Regions from separate parts of the Macaca mulatta genome. Here region 2 is linked to region 1. The links are chromatin contacts, called in public Hi-C maps. All regions are on one chromosome and are shown on one strand. Each heading gives the region's core, a stretch centred on a gene start, on an enhancer-like site or on the middle of the called end of the contact. The rest is flanking DNA. Distances are from core to core; before and after follow the strand shown.

Region 1 (3,582 bases), core at 310-2,809:
CTGAACCCATCCAAACATCTCAGACCCATTCTTTGCTGAATTCTAGAATCCCATTTTAAAAAAGTTTTTCTTTCTTTTTTTAAACACGAGAAAGTAGACAGAAAGATGTTGGTAAATGCTAACTGTCCATATTCACTAGAGACCCAGTGTACTCTCCGAGCCCAACATACAGAGCCAGCAGGAAGAAAGCTAGAATTGAAGGCTCTGCTACGCAGGGGCCTAGAGCCCTCCAGCTTCCAGCAGAGCGAAGGAGGTAGGTTTTTCTTTTTTTCCACAGAGCTGGGTGGTGGTGATTCCATACAGTTTTTGCTCAGACAGGCAAGGGATAAAAATGAATTTCGAACAGAAAGCGTTAGAGCCTCTTTTCCCATTGTATTCTGCTCAAGGTATTTCCCCCAAAATAAGTTGAGAACCAGAGTGTAAAGAAACCTCAAGAACAGGGAGACTGAGCACAAGTAGGGGGCGGGGGGAAAGACTGCAACTTGCTCCCAGGGACTGGAGAAAATGTTAAAAAAAAAAAAAAAAGGAAGGCTGGAATCCATCAGTGTTCTATTACTCATCTCCTTCATCCTCCTTTCCTTCCTCCCCTTCATCATCATCTTGGCTCATGTTTATTTCCTAAAATTATCTTGGGCCGGGTGTGGTGGCTCATGCCTGTAATCCCAGCACTGGGGAGGCCGAGGCGGGTGGATCACCTGAGGTCAAGAGTTCGAGACCAGCCTGGCTAACAGAGTGAAACCCCGTCTCTACTAAAAAGACAAAAATCAGCCCGGTGCGGTGGCGGGCGCCTGTAATCCCAGCTACTGGGGAGGCTGAGGCGGGAGAATCGCTTGAATCCGGGGGCGGAGGTTGCAGTGAGCCGAGATTGCGCCACAGCACTCCAGCCTGGGAGATAGAGCCAGACTCCAAATCCAAAAGAATACAAAAGTATTTTTGGCTTTTCATTCACTTTGACTTAATATAGTTAAACACATACCCTCCAAGAGACATTCATTTCTGGGTGGGTTAAATGCTACCTATTGCAAAACAATTTTAAACTGGTTTACATTAGTTAAAAATAAATAAATAAATAAATAAATAAATGGACAAAGCAGTCCCTGCAGACTAAGCTGCCGCTGCCCGAATAAGATAAGCTAAATCGGCTCCTAAAATTTAAAAAGTCTTCCTTTCATCCTGCCCCCCTGGAAGGTAGCTATCAACATTTTAGGGTTTAGTATAAAGTCGAAGATGCTCAGAAACATTAAGCCAAGTGTCCTTACTGTGCCACCGAAAGGCTAAAGGGAGTCAGCTTTTAACAAACGTTTAACGGAGTAGGTCCCAGAGTCCAAATTGGATTTCATCGACTGTTAAAGGTTTCGGGTCTCAGCTGCTGGCACAACGAACCTTCCCAAGACCTTGAGGACTGGCAGCCGACCCGCCACCCAGGAGAGCGGAAGTGCGGAGAGACGCCGGACGCCCCCGCTCGGGGATAAGACGCCGACCGCCCGACGCTCTGGCCTGCTAGGTCTCGACTCGGTAGCCGGAAGTCCTCTAGCGTTCGCCTTTAGGAAGCGGAAGTAAGAGGGCGGCCGGCAGCCGGGCAATTGCTTTGCGAGACTGGGTGTTGAGCCGAGCCGCGGGAAAGGCGCGTGTCGGCTTCTCACTGGCGCAGCCTGCACCGCCGCTGCAGCCCCGCCCCGCCCTGGCGTTGTCCCTGGCCCTGTGGCGGACTAACCACGGCCCGGGCATAGGCGGCAAGGGAGACGCGAGCGGTGCGTGTGCCGCGGCTGCGCTGCCGGTGACAGGTACCCAGGGGTGGCGTGAGGAGGCCTCATGGATGGAGAGAGGGTTTGGAGCGCAAGGCGACCCTGTGCCCCCGTCACATTGAGCTTTCGCCTCTACCGTGACTCAGTTTCCCCTCCGGTGTCCTATCCCTTCCCCTATTCGCGAGCGCCCTGAGTTGCCCTCAGTGGTGGTCTTGGCAAGGTATCGCTTCCGCGGGGGTGGCGGCTGGCTCTGTTCAGAGATCTTGAACCTTTTCTGAAGAGCTTTGGATCCTTGTGCCCAAGTGCAGAAGGAAGTGGGGGAAGTGTCCTACCATGAATTTAGACCAAGCTTGATCCTCAGTGAGTTGAGAACCAGCACTTTGCTGGACCCTGATTGCAGAACGACGTGCCTTTTAAAATAGATTTCTATTTTTCCTAAAATGAATTCGGGTTGATGTGCCTTGGTTGCTGTTTTCGTTTAATACTGTGATCTGTTGGCTGGAAATTGGATGATCCGGTTTCACTTTTAGTGTGGGACCTGCCAGATTGAGATCTGCAGCGTCGCCAATAACTTATAGATATGAACTGTTTTTGTTCCTTGGCCAGAATCTGCAGTTGTTTTGCATTTCTTGCCAGATTTGAGAAGGAGCATATTTTGTTCGTTTGAAGTCCTGGGGTCTTTTGCCTTATTGTGCCACACTAACTGTTTCGGAAACATTCACTGATGCACTTGCCAGCCAATTTTAGTGTAAAGTGCGCTCTTTCTTTCAATAATCTTACACTTGGCAAGCGTTTGAAGACAGCACCAAAAAACTTGGAATGATTGTAGCCTTTCACTTTGCTTTTTTTTTTTTTAAAGCAAGTCGAATTTAGCAACACTTGACTTCCTTTTGATAAACTTAGCTGAAGCTTATTTTTAAAAATTCTTATTTATTTTTTTGTAGAGACGAGGTCTTGTTATGTCCCAGTCTGATCTTGAACTCCTGGCCACATGAAACTTACTAAAGGAAGTGAGCATAATACTCGTATAGTAGCATAGCACATTTATAATGCACATTGAACTTCAGGGGAATATATTAAACTATGAAGAAAATTCTTTTAGAATTTTCCTGCAGCTGTCTGTGAGCATTTTCTTTTTTAAGTTTCCCTGTAACAATACAAGACAATGTGATAATTTTCTTTTTTCTTTTTTTTTTTTTGAGATGGAGTTTCGCTCTTGTCTTCTAGGCTGGAGTGCAATAATGAGGCGATCTCGGCTCACTACAACCTCTGCCTCCGCGGTTCAAGTGATTCTCATGCCTCTGCCTCCCAAGTAGCTGGGATTACAGGCACGTGCCACCACGCCCAGCACATTTTTTGTATTTTTTGTAAAGATGGGGTTTCACCATGTTGGCCAGGCTGGCCTCGAATTCTTGACCTCAGGTGATCCACCCGCCTTGGCCTCCCAAAGTGCTAAGATTGTAGCAGGACAAGCCACAGACAAAACCCCTCAGACACCGAGTTAAAGGAGGAAAGGTTTTATTTGGCCGGGAGCTTTGGCAAGACTCACATCTCCAACAATGGAGCTCCCCAAGTGAGCAATTCCTGTCCCACTTTAAGGGGGTCCGCGTGAGAGGATCGTGATCGATTGAACAAGCAAGGGGTATGTGACTGGGGGCTGCATGCTCCAGTAAGAACAGAAGAGAACAGGACAGGGATTTTCACAGTGCTTTTCTATAGAATGTCAGTAATCTATAGATAACATAACCCATTAGGTCAGGGGTCGATCTTTAACTACCAGGCCCAGGGTGTGGTGCGGGGCTGTCTGCTTGTGGATTTCTTTTCTGCATTTTAGTTT
Region 2 (3,582 bases), core at 754-3,253, 51 kb before region 1:
GTAATATACCCTTTCTTCAAATTCAAGAAATAAGAATTTACTAAAATCCTAGAAGGAGTCTGCTAATTTTTAAGTTAGAAAACTGGCAATATTCGTAAAGTTGGAAGAAATATATTAGAATATTACATATCTCACCTGTAGCAGCTGGGTTTATCAATCCAGCAGTACCACTGTTTGCAATCTGAGAAGGGGCCTGGCTCAGCCCAGTAGAAGGGGCTCCTAATCGAGGAAACTGTTGAGAACTCATTTCCACCTGCAGTACATACAGTTATATGGTTATTACTAGATTCTGAGATCTGAATCAATATTGAGAAATTAAAGCATCTTTAGTACCTATGAGATAGTCCCTCGGAAAAGCAAATGTTGCATCATCTATTTAAAAACAATAACGTAGGATCAATATAAATGCAGACATTATCTAAACTACCTAAGTTTTCTACCAATATCGTTTATACGGAGCTGGCGTGTACTATAACCCTCCATAAATACTTGTGGATTGCCATGCTAAAAAAATCACCATTGAATCCTGTACAAGAGTCACATGACAGGTATTACCACAATGCATGTGTATTTCTCTGTGTAAAGTTTTATGGAAAATGGCATGTCTCTTCGAAACACTCAAACCTCACACCAAGGTGAACAGAACTGTGATTAGCATGTCATAGGAACATTCGGAGGAAGATACCCAGCCCTAAGAAAGGATCGGATGTTTTACATTCAGACCTGATGCAAAAGGAATTCTCCAACGCTTTTCTGCAAAGGCTTCCATTTACGGATTTCCTTTTCTTTCCCTTTCATAGACCCCCCACAGAGCCAGAGGACCCTACACCTTCTCCATCTTCCCTAAAATCGTCCCCCACTTTTCCCCCAGGAGCCAAGCGATCTCCCCTGATTCGCCCGCAACCCCACCCCACCGCGAAGCCCCCGCTGAGATGGGAGGACGCCGATTTCCAGACACCTCGGAGTGCGAGATCCCCGTCTCCGGGGTAGGGGTGCGGACGGGCGTTCTGGGGACCCGACCACAAGGCGAGCACTGTGCCTCTTTACCTGTAGCCGCCGCCCGCCGCCCGCACCGCCCGCTTCTAGCTCGCCGGCCTGGGGGTGCCGCGGAGGGCCCATCTCGGCGGCGGCGATGCGCTCGGGGGGCGCGGGGAGGGATCGCGGCGGCGGCGCCCGGGGCCCGCCGCTGTCCAGCCCCGCTGGCCCCACTCACCCCCAACACCCGGCCGCCGCTGTGCTCGCAGTCCTCTTCCCCCGAACCTGCCCCTGCCTCCCCCGCCCGCCCATTGGCCCCACGCCCGGCGCGTCAGTGGAGGCCCAGGACCAATCCACAGCGACCTACACGGTCAGGACCCGCCCCACCCTCCCGCCGACCGCCAGCCAATCAGGCGCGAGCCTGGCCGGGGCAGCCCAAACCCCTCGAGGCTGAACCAATGGCAGAGGAAGACAGGCGCCCCCGGCGAGGGGGGCGGGGAGCGGGGAGGCCCCGCCTTGGCCAGGGTCTGAAAGCGGCGGGCGCAGGGCCCGGATGTGGAGAGTCACTTTAAACTGCTCCAGGAGCCAAACTCCCTGGGCCGCCCGCCCGCCCGCGCTCCCCCGACCGCTCTGCTTCCCCGCCAAGGCCCACGTCCGCCACGCCCCCACGCCCGGGTCAGCCCACCCCTCCCGGTGCCTCTCCCTTCCTCGCCACAGGACACCCAGCCCCTGTCGCCGGCCCAACTGCCGTGCCCAGCTCGCCAAAGAGCCGCGGTCCGAGCTGCAGGAGACGAGGATCCTCTGCCCTTCCCCGGGGACGCGCAACGGGACGGACGCTGCAGCCCGGCTCGGCCGCCCCGCCCCCTCGTCTCCTCCCCTTCCCTCCCGGGCTCCCGTCCCGCCATTACCTGGGTGCTGCGCCGAGTGGCCGCCGCGCCGCCTTGAGCTCGCTCCCGCGCGCTCTCTGTCTGCGGGGCCGACGTCCCCAGGTTCCCGACCCGCAGCCACCGCCGGGGAGCTAGCACTCTGCCCCCCACCCCTCACTCCAGCGCCGCTGCTTCCGCCGCCGTAACGAGCCTCCCGTCTATTGGCTGGCGCAGGCCCCGCCCCCTGCCGAGTCAGCCAGTCGCCGGTGGTCGTGAGCGGGAGAGCGGACGGGCCCGCCCCTCGGAGCCGCGGCGTCCTCTGGGAAATGTAGTCGCGGGAGCCAAGAGGGCGGGCCGCGAAGGAGGTGGAGAGCGCCGGGGCGGGGCCGCAGGCGACCCGGCCAGGGCAACACACCCCTTTGCTGTCTGAAGTCGGTTCTGTCTTTTCTCTTGGCTAAGTGAGAAGACAGTGGATCCCACCCTGTGTCTCAACCTGAGGGCACTAGGTTTCATTTTCCCCGCGGGGAGGCGCGGCGCGGGAAAGGGTAATGGAGGCCAACTGCGGCGGCCAAGGGATCCGCGGGCCGGACCAGTGTCGTGACGGTGCCCGCCTCCCTACGCCGCGAGTGGGACTCGGTGTCCCCACCGGGGACCGCGGTCGGCACAGCCTACGCGCGGCGGGAGCCGCCAGGCGCGGCGCGGGCGCGGCTCTGTGAAAGCAGGCCGGCAGGATGCAGGACTCCGGGCGGCCGGGGCGCACCTGCGCGCACTTTCCAGATTATGAAGGCGCTGAAGGGGGCAGTTTTATTTTGTCATTTTGTTTGGGGTTCAGGGTTGGAGTTTATGCGCCTGTAGAAGACATAGCCATATCTTTTGAGGCCACATTTGCATAAGAGATTAAGTCTCCCTCTTCCCTTACCAGATGGTAGTTTAGGCCTGGAGTTTTGTGATTAGTTAGGAAATAAATGGGGCTCAACCCCCTCTCTTGCTGTCATGCACAGCTGTGTAAGACAACTGTTTGGTTAGAAGAGAGTAGCTCCTGGCTATAGCCCAGGGATGAGTCTCAGATACTCCTCCTTTTCTTTCTTTTTTTTTTTTTTTGAGACGGAGTCCCGCTGTGTCGCCCAGGGTGGAGTGCAGTGGCCGGATCTCAGCTCACTGCAAGCTCCGCCTCCCGGGTTTACGCCATTCTCCTGCCTCAGCCTCCCGAGTAGCCGGGACTACAGGCGCCTGCCACCTCGCCCGGCTAGTTTTTTGTATTTTTTAGTAGAGACGGGGTTTCACCGTGTTAGCCAGGATGGTCTCGAACTCCTGACCTCGTGATCCGCCCGTGTCGGCCTCCCAAAGTGCTGGGATTATAGGCTTGAGCCACCGCGCCCGGCCAAGATACTCCTCCTTTTCAAGCCACTTTCCTTTTCCACCTTCTTCCCTTCATTCTCAAACTTCTAAAGAGTGACTGCTGTGATCAGCCTCCTGTCTGCCTAGGCAGTCCTTATCCCTTTTGGAGTTGCCGCTCTTCTCAGACTGCTCCCCAAAAGTTGCCAACACCTACTCAACTTCAAACTCATCGGTCCTCGCTTAGAGCTCATCTCGTTTAGCTTACTGACCAGCAGTAACTCCTCCTCGTGTCTTCCCTTGGACTCTAGAACCAGGGTGTCTCCTGCTTCTACTCCTATCTCAAGCTCCGTTATACCTCCTCTTTCTCATGAATACAGCATTCTTCAGGGCTCCAACACTCAAA

Evidence for each region. A called contact is a pair of places that touch in the nucleus more often than the background predicts.
Region 2: a contact with region 1 is called in a Hi-C map of CD4 T cells, with 2.8 times the contacts expected there. The contact joins the promoter of SAP130 here to the promoter of UGGT1 in region 1. A contact is called at or near these places in 6 of 14 Hi-C or Micro-C datasets (CD4 T cells, blood, cortical neurons and 3 more).

Annotation. Positions count from the first base shown.
Region 1 is chr12:9,195,050-9,198,631 of T2T-MMU8v2.0, reverse strand. It overlaps UGGT1 (UDP-glucose glycoprotein glucosyltransferase 1), which reads left to right and starts at 1,559. Exons shown (of 41, transcript XR_003721203.2): 1 at 1,559-1,784.
Region 2 is chr12:9,246,445-9,250,026 of T2T-MMU8v2.0, reverse strand. It overlaps SAP130 (Sin3A associated protein 130), which reads right to left and starts at 2,003. Exons shown (of 20, transcript XM_077956764.1): 1 at 1,884-2,003; 2 at 136-253. The coding sequence starts at 247. WDR33 (WD repeat domain 33) reads right to left here and starts at 1,261. Exons shown (of 23, transcript XM_077956741.1): 1 at 1,252-1,261.